Linked DNA regions of Mus musculus: all the other regions are linked to region 2. The links are chromatin contacts, called in public Hi-C and promoter capture Hi-C maps. All regions are on one chromosome and are shown on one strand. The core of a region is the stretch at or near the end of the contact, and the rest is flanking DNA. Distances in the headings are between cores, read along the strand shown. Region 1 holds the start of Gan (giant axonal neuropathy). Region 2 holds the start of Wdr59 (WD repeat domain 59). Region 3 holds the start of Cenpn (centromere protein N).

Region 1 (3,534 bases), core at 762-3,261, 5.6 Mb before region 2:
CTTGGAAACTGACAAGCCATGGCCCAGAGGAAATCTATCCTAACTGCTGGACAGACTTGCATGGAGAGCTGTTGAGGGTCTGAAGCTAATTACACATTTCTTTGTAGGTGCCTCGGAGATTAAATGGCACAAAACCACACTGTGCCCCTCATTTGTCATTTTAATGAGCGGGAGTCAAGACTAAATCATCCCCAACAACCCACAGCAGGCAGGTAAGAGCTGAGACAGAAGCAGATCTCCAGACTGCCCAGGGCGGTGCTCCTCTCAACCAGTTCACATGGCAATACAACAGAGCCAAACCTCTGATGTCCACTGGGAAGCGAGGTAATCACTCATTCAACACATGTATTCTGGCACCAGGCACCAGTCCCTCTAGGAAGGTCCCAGCAAGAAACAAAAGAAAAATCCTTGGCCTACTGACTTTACATTGTGGCTCACGGAGATGAGCAAAATACAGGGTTTACTGCAGTGGTAAGTATCACAGAGAAAGATGGAGACAGTGTTTCAGGATATGCGACTTTAGAGCTGGGTGCCATTTAAGGATCTGTAACAATACTGCATCCATTGTAGTTTTCCTAAGCATTTCCCAAACTAGGATTACTCTGTTACGGGAAAGGTCTGGCCTGGAAATTCAGTTTGATTGACTGCCTTAACCTCTGAACTGCCAGCCCTGAGCTGTCATATTGGTGATCTAAATTTCTTGTTCACAGACACCTGACCCCTAAGTCCACAAAGAGCCCAATGTTGTAAGGCCAGGCTAGGCTAAAAGCCAGAAGTTTCAAGGGCACTTGGATTGCTTCTGGAGTTCGAAGGTCTCCAAAAGCAAAGATTCAAGAACAGCATATGTGTCCGAGTTCTGCTGGGACAGAGCCCTAAGAAACGGCATACACATAATTTTCCATTTTCTGATCTGTCAATTCTAGTGACATTGCTATCATTCGTCTATATTTAACCAGCTTACTGGGCACTTTCTCTACCTTTTAGTGCCCCCCCCCACCCCCCATATTAAAAGAGCAAACCAGTTTGCCTGAAGGAAAGTTGCTAAAGAAAAGACAGGAGCCCATCTCACAAATTCTGATCCGATGCTATAAGCTTGGTCTCAACCTTTTCATTAACCTAGTAAACTGGGCTAAGGTTTGCGTCGCTTAAGTTTTACAGTGCCCTCTTGGTGGTTACAATCGCTGGGTCCTCGGTGGTAACTGTAGCCAAAGAACGACCCCGGGTCTTCTCAAATTCGCAACAGTTTTGCCTGTTTGTAACAAGGGAGTGGCAAAGTGACAGTTGGGCTTTGGGGGTGGGGGCTTCCCACCGACCTCTTACAGGGTTCTCCTTCTGCCTAAGCCGCGGGTGTTTGTTTTGGCTTCCCCGCGCAAAACCTGGCCGGCCCACTGTGCGGTGACTCGGAGGTAAAACTTCTGCGGGGCTCCGCGGGCCGGGCGGGGCCTGTCGGGGCGAAGGGGCGGCTCTTCCCGGAGCAGCCCCGCCCTGCTCGCGGGTGCGGGTCCAGGACGGCCTGTACACCGTGTTTGGGGCTTTTGCGGACCTCCAGGGACTCCGGGATCGGGGCGATCTCGGTGGAGAGGCCCATGGGCGCCCGAGGGGCGCGGCGGCAGAGCCACTGGAGCCGCAGGCGGCCAGGCCAGAGAGAGAGGGAGGGATGCGGAGGCGATGGGCGGCGGCGCCCGCTCACCTGATGTACGGGCTGGCCGCCGCCAGGATGTTCTTCTGCACCGGGATCTCCTCGCCGTCGAGGACCAGATGCGCGTCGCAGAAACGCGCCTCCTCCCGGAACGAGCTGAGCGCCCGCAGCAGGCGCGCGGCGTGCTGAGGGTCGGACACAGCGCTGCCCTCGGCCATCGCGCCTCCCGCTCCTCCGCCGCCACCTGCCCGACCCGCCCGCCCGAGTCCCGCGCACGTCCCCGCCGGCCACTCCTCGCGTCCGCTCGCCCGCCCGCCCGGACTGAGTGAAGCTCTGGAGTCAGAGCTGGAAGTTCAACAACGCGCCTGCGCCATCGGCAGCGCGTGCGGACGGCGCCTTTAAGGAGCTGTGCCGTTGCGTCATCTTTCCGCGACGCCCCCGCGCCCCGCCCTACCTCGCAGCAGCCAATCAGAAGGGCTGGGCTGCGAGCGCCGGGCGCGCCCACGGGCTGTGCTTGGTGCGGGCGGAAGGGTTTAGCGGTTCCGCGGTATCCAATTCCCAGTCTCGGCGAACCGAGTGCTCTCAGTGTGGAAGGGAGTGAGACGCAGAGTGAAGCCGAGGACTTATTATTCCTTTCGCGGGAGTTACGCCTCGCTACGTTCACGTCCATTAGTTCCGGGCAGAACGCGGAGTCCGCCAGAAGCCTTCGCTGAAGACGTCGCGAGTGAAGCGAGAGAAACAAGCAGTTTTGCAAGGCTGTGGCAAGGAAGGTGTTTTCCTCTTGCAATTGGGGACCGGGAGCAATGGAAGGGTTTTAAATACCGCGGTAGGGGTAAGGTGTTCCGAAGGTTTCTAAGATCGGGGTCTTTAAAGCAGATCGATGCCAAGATTAGATAGTGGGCTGGATAAAAGGACTCTGTGGTATATGCCCTCCCTTCCGCCCCCGCACAAGAGTACAATTGGGAAGGAGAGGGGGTCCAGTTAATTGCATGATTGCCATCCCTACCTTTTAGGAAAGATAAAGTCTGAAAGACTAGGGGGTATGAAGGCCAGATGTTCGGATGGTGGGGGCTAGACTTCCCACAGAGACAGATCAAGGCTGTGGTACTAAGCACCCCTGGGTGTGCTCACTCTGCAGGGCGAGCCTCGTCTGTGTCCCTGGAAGTTGCTGAAGGTGCTTGGGAGTGGAGGAAGTAGCTACCATTTTGTGCAAACATTAGGTGCTCGAGGCTACAGAGAATTAAGTCTTATGAGGACCAAGGATCAGAACATTGGGGCAGCATTCAAAGTAAGGCAGGATGTGGTTTTCAGTGCGTCAGCACAGCCTCCCGTAGTCCAAAGGCCCCAAGGAAAGTCTTGGTTTTCACCCTGGAAGCAGCAAGGCTTTGGCGTCACTGATAGGAATCAGAGTATAAACTATACTCAAGATAGGAGACTAGGGGAGTAAAGTCAAGGAAGTTACTAGTAGAAGATCGATACATTTCCAGTTTCCATTTCAAACACAGTATCTATACCTGCAGTGATAAAAGTATCTAGACTCTAAACCAGGAGGTGGTGACGCAAGCCTTTAATCCCAGCACCGGGGAGGCAGAGGCAGGCAGGTCTCTGTGAGTTCCTGGCCCACCGAGAGAGTTCCAGAACAGCCAGGGGCTACATAGAGAAACCCTGTCTTGAAAAACCAAAGAGACAACCCCCGCATCCAAAAAAAAAAAAAAAGTAAGCTGTGTCAAAACTAAGGTCTGGGAAAGCAGAGCTGAGTAGAGCTAACAAGGAACTGTGAGTTACTAATTAGTAAGGCCTGTAGTGGGCTGTGTTGTATACAGCCTCTGTATTTGTGCCTATTGAGAAAATATAATAATAAAATAATGCAGGCCTGTTTTCACATAGTGCTTCTG
Region 2 (3,770 bases), core at 1,008-3,507:
CTTCTGCCTCCCCAGTGCTGGGATTACAGGCGTTTGCCCCCACCACCGTGCACTTTGTCCTCTCTCTCTCTCTCTCTCTCTCTCTCTCTCTCTCTCTATATATATATATATATATATATATATATATATATATATATACATATGTATATGTATATATATACACACACACGCACACACACATATATGAAAAAATATGTATATATGTGTGTGTGCGTGTGTGTGTGTGTGTGTGTGTGTGTGTGTGTGAATACACTGATGCTCTCTTCAGACACACCAGAAGAGGGCATCAGATCCCATTACAGATGGTTGTGAGCCACCATGTGGTTGCTGGGAATTGAACTCAGGACCTCTGGAAGAACAATCAGTGCTTTTTTTTTTTTTTTTTTTTTTTTAAAGATTTATTTATTTATTATATGTAAGTACACTGTAGCTGTCTTCAGATACACCAGAAGAGGGCATCAGATCTCATTACGGGTGGTTGTGAGCCACCATGTGGTTGCTGGGATTTGAACTTCGGACCTTCGGAAGAGCAGTCGGGTGCTCTTACCCACTGAGCCATCTCACCAGCCCACAATCAGTGCTCTTAACTGCTGAGCCACCTCTCCAGACCCTTGTTCACACTCTTAATGAAGCTCACACTCTTTTCCTTTTCATAGTATACCCTTCAAAATCTTAATATACTGAAACACTCAAATGTCACCTTCAAGGTGCCACTTCAGGTCTTCAATTTAGGTTATGCCATCTTCACACATTGCTCGCAACTCTATAATAATATGCAGTTCATTCTGCCAAACATTTATCTACCATGGAGGGACCAACTGTTCTTTTTTCTGGTACTGAAGGGTTCTCTGGGATGCAAGTTTTTTTTTTTGCTGGTTATAGTGGTAAAACCTAGACTGTTCCAGGCAGACGACAGTGAAATGATAGTCACCCTAGCCTACAGACAAGTTTGTCTGACCTTTATAACCAGCGTCTGCTGGGGGAAAGGAGTCTACACCTCCTCTCCATTCATGCAACGATCTTCAGAGAGGAATGCTGGTGACAGTTTATACTTGAGCCTTTACAACATGTCAGGCCTAGTGCTTGGCTCCTCTCAACAGCTAAGTATGATATACCCCCTTCTGTAGACAAAGAGATGCTAAGCCAGTTAACCCAGGACTTCAAAGGATAGGGTTGAAGAGGAGCCAACTAGTATCTACTATGCTAAACTTCCTGATTAATTTTTATTTCATCCTCAAAAATTGTCTAAGACTCCAAAAACTGTGTGGATAAAGATATTGCTAGTGTTAGAAATTAAAACCATGAATAGGGAAAAAAAACCATTATGGTTAAATGGCAACTACCATTAACATTAATTACACATCTTCAGTGAAAAAAAATAACACTTTTCAAAACCAAAATGATGTTATCAAAAAGAGGGTCAGCCGGGCAAGTGGTGGTGCACGCCTTTAATTTCAGCATTTGGGATGCAGAGGCAGGCAGATTTCTGAGTTCGAGGCCAGCCTGGTCTACAGAGTGAGTTCCAGGACAGCCAGAGCTACACAGAGAAACCCTGTCTCAAAAAAAAAACAAACAAAAAAAAACCCAACCAACCAACCAAACAAAAAAACAAACAAAAAAAGAAAAGAAAAAAAGAAGGAAAAAAGTCATGTCGTTTAATATTCAGTTTAAACTTCCTCTCAGAGTAAATTCCCTCTGTACTACACATCCTCGGGAGAACTATACCGCACAGTGATGTTAGTAAGATTATAAAATTGTTTTTACCTTTAGGGACTTGTTTTCTCCTCCACCCCCAAAGTGTTGTTCGTGGAGAACCTCAGGAACTACTTCAGAGGCACGGCTGTACAGCATGAAACAAAAAATTGTGCACTCAGATTTTTCAAAGCCTTGATGGCAGGAATCAGAAGAGGTTTTTTCCCTTGGTAGGGATGTAGGTTTTGTTTATAGGCTATGTGTAGGAGAATACGGGGATACCAACCAAATACCAGCAAAAATACAGGACAACTGCCATCTACTCTCTGAACTCAGGCTCTTCCTGGGTAACTGACGCTGTGCTGACATTTGACTACAATTCCCAGCAGAGCTCACGGCAGGGGGCGTGTCGGCAGCCGCGGGGTGCCCAGGTGACTCGTACTGATGACGAAATGAAGGGGCGTTCCTGTTTTGGGGCAGACCTGGTCCGTGGTTGGGGGAGAAAGCAGAAGAGGCGGGGTCTATCATTGGGGTAGCCAATCAGTTGTGGTCAAGTGAAAGGGAGAAACTGGGCGTGGCCGGATTTATTAGCAGGCTGTGTGGGGCTTACTCACGCGGGGAGTCTCGGACTTGGGGGTGGGGTTGGGGGTGGAGGGTCGCCTGCTGGCACCCCACGATCGGGCTAGTGAGATGGCGGCGCGCTGGAGCAGCGAGAACGTGGTGGTGGAGTTTCGAGACTCTCAGGTGAGCTGTGCGTGAATGGAGCCATCTGGGAATGGAGCCATCTGAGCATGCGCTTTCCGTGGTTTACACCCTCACCCGCCCCCCCCCCCATCCCCGCACCCCTGCACCCCCGCCTTTTCATCCATCCCTTTGCTCAGGGTGGGAAGATGGACGCGGTGCTCATCTGGAGCTGTCAGTCAGGATAGCTAAGGAAGCTTTGATTACTGGTCAGGACAGTTAGGGCAAAGGCGTGTATGGCCTTTAGGGTTCCAAACAGGCTTATGGTCTTGGGACGCCAAGATAGTGATTGTAAATGCTAAAGGGATTCTGACCTTGTTCAAGGTAGTGAACTGGGGGAGGTGTCCACTCCCTGAGGTAGTCGACTGCACTTGGTGACTTCGGGAAAGTTGCAGAACTTCTCTGAGCCTCAGTTACTTGGACCAAGTCTCACCTTGGACCATTTTGGGGGTGAATTTGTGAAATACTGTTTTGCGGAGCATCTGTTTCAGCCTAAGTGGTTGCTAATGTGGGAAATACTCTGTCGTTGACAAGATACATGTATTGCTTAGATTGGACACCTGTGAGCCCATCCCTCACATCACTCTCCACGCCTCGGTTTTCTTTTCTTTTTTTCTTTTTTCTTTTTCTTCTTTCTTTTTGGTTTTTCGAGACAGGGTTTCTCAGTGTAGCCCTGGCTGGCCTGGAACTCATTCTGTAGATCAGGCTGGCCTCGAACTCAGAAATCTGCCTTTTTCTGCCGCTGCCTCCCAGATTAAAGGCAAGCGCCACTACTGCTCGGCTATGCCTAGTTTTCTTACCTGTAGAAGGGAGGTTATTATACTTACAGGACTGGCATGAGAATTTTATGAGGCCACATGTTTAAGAAGTGTGGCACATGGCAAGCTTTAAAAATTGTTAACATTGGAGGCCTGCAAGGTGGCTGGCAAAGGCACTGCTGCCAGGCTTGCCAGCCTGAGTTCCAGGACTCACATGTCAGGAAGAACCAGCTGCCATACAATGGTCTCCTTCCTCCATCTGAAAGACTCCGAGAGGAGCCCCTCACTCAGGCCTCGGGACAATAGTGGACACCCAAGAACTCAGGAGAGACCAAGCTTGATGCAAACCACACAAGGCTTTATTTGGGGAAAGCCAGAGCTCTGGAGACGACTCATATCCCACGCAGGGGTAGAGGAGTCGACCACGAGGGGAAAAGGGGCCCAGTTTTTATAGGCCTTCAGGGGGAAAGGAGAGGGAGGGAGAAGGGGATTTCCAGATCTAAACAATGTCTATTCTCAAGAAATGGGTATGGGAGGGGTACAAGGAAAGAGTCTGGTGCAGGTGTAGCAACTCTGGAT
Region 3 (3,980 bases), core at 1,253-3,752, 5.4 Mb before region 2:
CAGGCATCATTTCCACTTGAAGACTAAACAAAGTCTCTGTAGACTTTTTTAAGTTTCCTTGGCCAGCTTGTCTTCTAGAAAGGAACAAGGTCTTTGGTGTCCCTGTCACTCATGTCGCTTCCCTCACACCCAAGGACTCCAAAGAAGTAAATAGATGGCTATTCCTCATGAGAGGCCTGGCTGGGCCTGGCATCTAATATTACAAAAGCTTCTTGAATGCTGCATGTGATTTCCTGTTGGCTAAAGATATGTGTATTTTATGCTGACTGTACTTTATCCCTTTCTTTCTTAGTTATGAGTATGTGACTGTGTGAACATTATAACGTAGGTGTGCTGGCATCCCCCTTCAGACAAGTGTCTGGTCCCGGAACTGGAGATAGAGGCAGTGGTGAGCCCTTGATGTGGCTGCTGGGACCTCCACTGAGGTCCTCTGCAAGAGCAACAACGAGTTGCTCTCTAGCTCCTTATCTTTATCTCCTGAGACAGGGTCTCACACAACCCAGGCTGGCGTGAACTTCTGATCTTCCTGTCCCCATCTCCCAGGCACTGCTGTTACACGTGTGCGCTACCACATCCGGTTTCATGTGGTTTGGGAGATGACCCCAAGGCTTACTGCATGCGGAGGCAAGCATTCCACCAACTGAGCTACCTCTCTAGTCCCAGCTGAGTTCATTTAAAAAGGTGTGCACCACCACTGCCTGGCTCCCCAGGAAACTTACTGCAATCATCCAACAGTGGTTTGTTTGTTTTTTTTTTTTTTCCAATCTTCCATCGTTTATTATTTTTACAGAACCACCTGCAATTGGCTTTATAATTTTATCATAGCTACGTTAATTTTTTTTTCTGCTCAAGACAGGGACTATGTTGATCTTATTCACAACTATGTTTTTAAACTCTATAGCCGTTTTATAACTGTTCTGGCAGGAGCAAAGTCATTCTAAAAAGAGGCACTTGTGAGTGTCCCCACAGAGACATGGAGTTCAACCCAGGGATCTGATGGGGAAGGAAAGGCTGACACCTGGTGCCAGTCAGAGGGAGCTTTTCTGTCTCCTTGTCAGACCCTCTTGCAGAAGGGACTGCAACACCAGGGCAACGATGTCTCAGAGATGGGAGGACCACACCGTGACTAGGGCTGCTTAGTTGTGTATACCCTCTGCTTTCTGTTGAATCTTCTGTTTCAGGACTCAACACTTGGTGTGTGGGTCACTAGACCTCTTTGCTCTTCCCAGTGTGGCCACACTGAATACATGTCTCTTTTCTGCCTCTCATTTAAGACTTGTCTTTTTTAGCCAGGCGGTGGTGGCGCACATCTCTAATCCCAGTACTTGGGAGGCAGAAGCAGGCGGATTTCTGAGTTCAAGGCCAGCCTGGTCTACAAAGTGAGTACCAGGACAGACAGGGCTATAAAGAGAAACCCTGTCTCGAAAAAACAAAACAAACAAACAAACAAACAAACAAAAGACTTGTCCTTTTAAGTGGCCTATGGAGCCTAGCTTGTTAGGGCTGCCAGGGCTGGGGGGTTCTGATCCTAGCAATTTCAGTCACCATGAGCCAAATCACACAGCGAGTCTGGTCACCCAAGAACAATCTCATATGCACTTGACTAATGACTGATGGAAGAGTGACTGGATACCCACCCTAAGCGGTATGCACAAGGGAAGGATATAGTTCCACTGTCTGTCAACTATTAAACCAACACCTTGTTCGTGACAACATCTGAGAGCGTTTTCCTGATCCTCAGTGAGGTAAATTAGAGGAGAGTGTATGCAAAGCAGGCATTTCTCCTATCCCAGTACTGACCAGGCCAGATGCGGCTATAAACTTCGGAGATCAGGGCCTTCGGGGTGGGGTGCCCAATCCTTAGCACTTCCGAAGATTCTTAATTCTGAGTGATCTATCTGCACCATGCCCTTCCTAAAAGAAATGACAGAAAGGGCGTAACACATCAACAAAGTTAGCAAGTCTTTGAGTGAACTTTCTGCCCTGTTACTATTTCAATTTCTATTTTCTAGCGCTTTATTCATGGTAGCAGCTAAGACAAGGCTGTTGAATGTACACGTGACAATAACGATCCGGTAGACCCGCATGGAGCACAAGGAGTATAGCAACAGGAGGCATGGACAAAAACTGAGGCGAGGCTAGGAATTAGAGAGCTGACACCTAGGCTCGACGGAACCTAAGGATCAAAGTAAAGCAGCTCTTGAGCGGGCAGCCCGGAGCCTCCATGGCATAAACGCCAAGGGACATAAAACCCCGCCCCACTCCGGGCGGATATGACGCCATGGACGCTCATCCCGGCCCTCTTGGCCCGGACCCGGCCTCCACTAGTGTCACTCCTAGGCTAAGATCCCGTGGCGGAACTGCGCCGTGGCAAGGCCCCCGTAGATGTCTGAGGCCTGGCTCCTGTAGTCCTCCCGCCGCCTCCGAGTCCAATTCGGTGTCGCTGAGGCTGCCTTACCAGTCCACATCGCCCGCCGTCTCTGCAGCGGTTCCCGCCGAGGTGCTTTTGAAGCCGCCAATGGCCGCTCGGGCCCCGCCCACCTGGCAAGCCCTCCGCACTGCTTCGGCTGCACGGGGGGACGCGGCTGTGGGCGCCTGATGGAAAACGCTTTAGATCCCCAGAGTCGCTGTACTCAGAGACAGGATCATGTAAATATAATTGTTCTCCGTCTCGAATTCCACCTGGCAGTCATCTCTGTGTGCTGTCCCCGCCGAGCCCCGGTGGGATGGCCCTAGATCCCCCTCAGCATGGGACAGTGGACCGGTCCAGGCGGAGCGATGCATGCAGGATGACGCATGCGCGGAGCGTCGGTGCTTGCAAGTCCTAAGGGAGCTGCGGGCTCCGTGTCGGTGACTTCTCTTTCTGTGCTTCTTGTAGGGGCTGAGTGACGGTGAGTGTCGGGTGTCCTTCAGCCTCCGGGCATCTGGCTGCCTGTGGCGGAAGGACGCGGCTCTTTAGCTTCCCACGCCGCGCTAGGTTCACCCATGTCCCTGCCCTTGGACCTTTACTAGGAACACTCTTCTTGGTGAGCCGCGGGCATGAGCTGTCACACTGCTGAGATCTGCCCGCCGCTCGCTGGCATTGCGACCTTGGGCGCGCGCCTGGTCGAGTGCGCGTACCCTGCTGCAAAACTTTGGAGATGCGTGACACTGAGGGCGCATTGAGCTAACTGTTCTGGCTGATAACTAATCTAGGGAGCTGCCGTCAAAAGTTTCTTTACTGAAAAGTCACTGGACTGGCTGGTGATGTGGGTATCTGTAAAGATCCCCCACGGTACACTTGACAAGGAAAGTAATGTTTAGGGTCCGTTAGATAGGCTTCGAGGACGACTGTGAGTGTTTTCACAATAGATGTATTAGAAGCCTCTGTTAAAACTTCTCGAAATCAAACAAAACCCCAGGCAAGGAGGGTAGGATGGTTTGCTTCAATCTCAGCTCTGGGGAGGTGGTGGAGGCAAGAATCAGGAATTCAAGGTCACCCTCAGCAACATAAGGAATTTGAGGCTACACTAGACCCTGTGTTAGTAACAAAACCCACTTTAAATGTATGCAACTTTGCCTTGGCAAAGGGATTCTCTTGACATCTTTTCTGTCTTGTACATCCAGGCCTTGGTATTTGGTTGATCGAAGTGAAAATACGCCTCTCCATTTTCAGTGTTAAATGTCAACATTCAGCAGACATTTATTTCTTTTTTCCTCTAAAATTTCCCTGGTCTTAGCAGACTACTTACCTGCCTACCTGGCACTAGTAGGAGATTGTTCCAGAATGATGCAGAGGAGGCCTATTCTTTTTTTTTTTTTTTTTTTTTTTGGTTTTTCGAGACAGGGTTTTTCTGTGTAGCCCTGGCTGTCCTGGAACTCGCTTTGTAGACCAGGCTGGCCTTGAACTCAGAAATCCGCCTGCCTCTGCCTCCCAAGTGCTGGGATCAAAGGCGTGCGCCACCACGCCCGGCAGAGGCCTATTCTTTTGAGAAGCAGTT

The links. Promoter capture Hi-C pulls out the DNA fragments that hold promoters and counts their contacts. Hi-C and Micro-C count contacts between places; a contact is called where the count stands out from the background.
Region 1: a promoter capture Hi-C map of pre-B cells shows a contact between it and region 2, with 6 times the contacts expected there. The contact joins the promoter of Gan here to the promoter of Wdr59 in region 2. A contact is called at or near these places in 1 of 39 promoter capture datasets (pre-B cells) and 1 of 484 Hi-C or Micro-C datasets (neutrophils).
Region 3: a Hi-C map of muscle stem cells shows a contact between it and region 2, with 13 times the contacts expected there. The contact joins the promoter of Cenpn here to the promoter of Wdr59 in region 2. A contact is called at or near these places in 1 of 39 promoter capture datasets (maxillary cranial neural crest) and 1 of 484 Hi-C or Micro-C datasets (muscle stem cells).

The regions. Positions count from the first base shown.
Region 1 is chr8:117,156,458-117,159,991 of GRCm38.p6, reverse strand. It overlaps Gan (giant axonal neuropathy), which reads right to left and starts at 2,011. Exons shown (of 11, transcript NM_001081151.2): 1 at 1,691-2,011. The coding sequence starts at 1,857.
Region 2 is chr8:111,520,594-111,524,363 of GRCm38.p6, reverse strand. Wdr59 (WD repeat domain 59) reads left to right here and starts at 2,257. Exons shown (of 26, transcript NM_001170742.1): 1 at 2,257-2,436. The coding sequence starts at 2,383.
Region 3 is chr8:116,920,262-116,924,241 of GRCm38.p6, reverse strand. Cenpn (centromere protein N) reads right to left here and starts at 2,502. Exons shown (of 12, transcript NM_028131.3): 1 at 2,459-2,502; 2 at 1,801-1,914. Cmc2 (COX assembly mitochondrial protein 2) reads left to right here and starts at 2,806. Exons shown (of 4, transcript NM_026844.3): 1 at 2,806-2,891.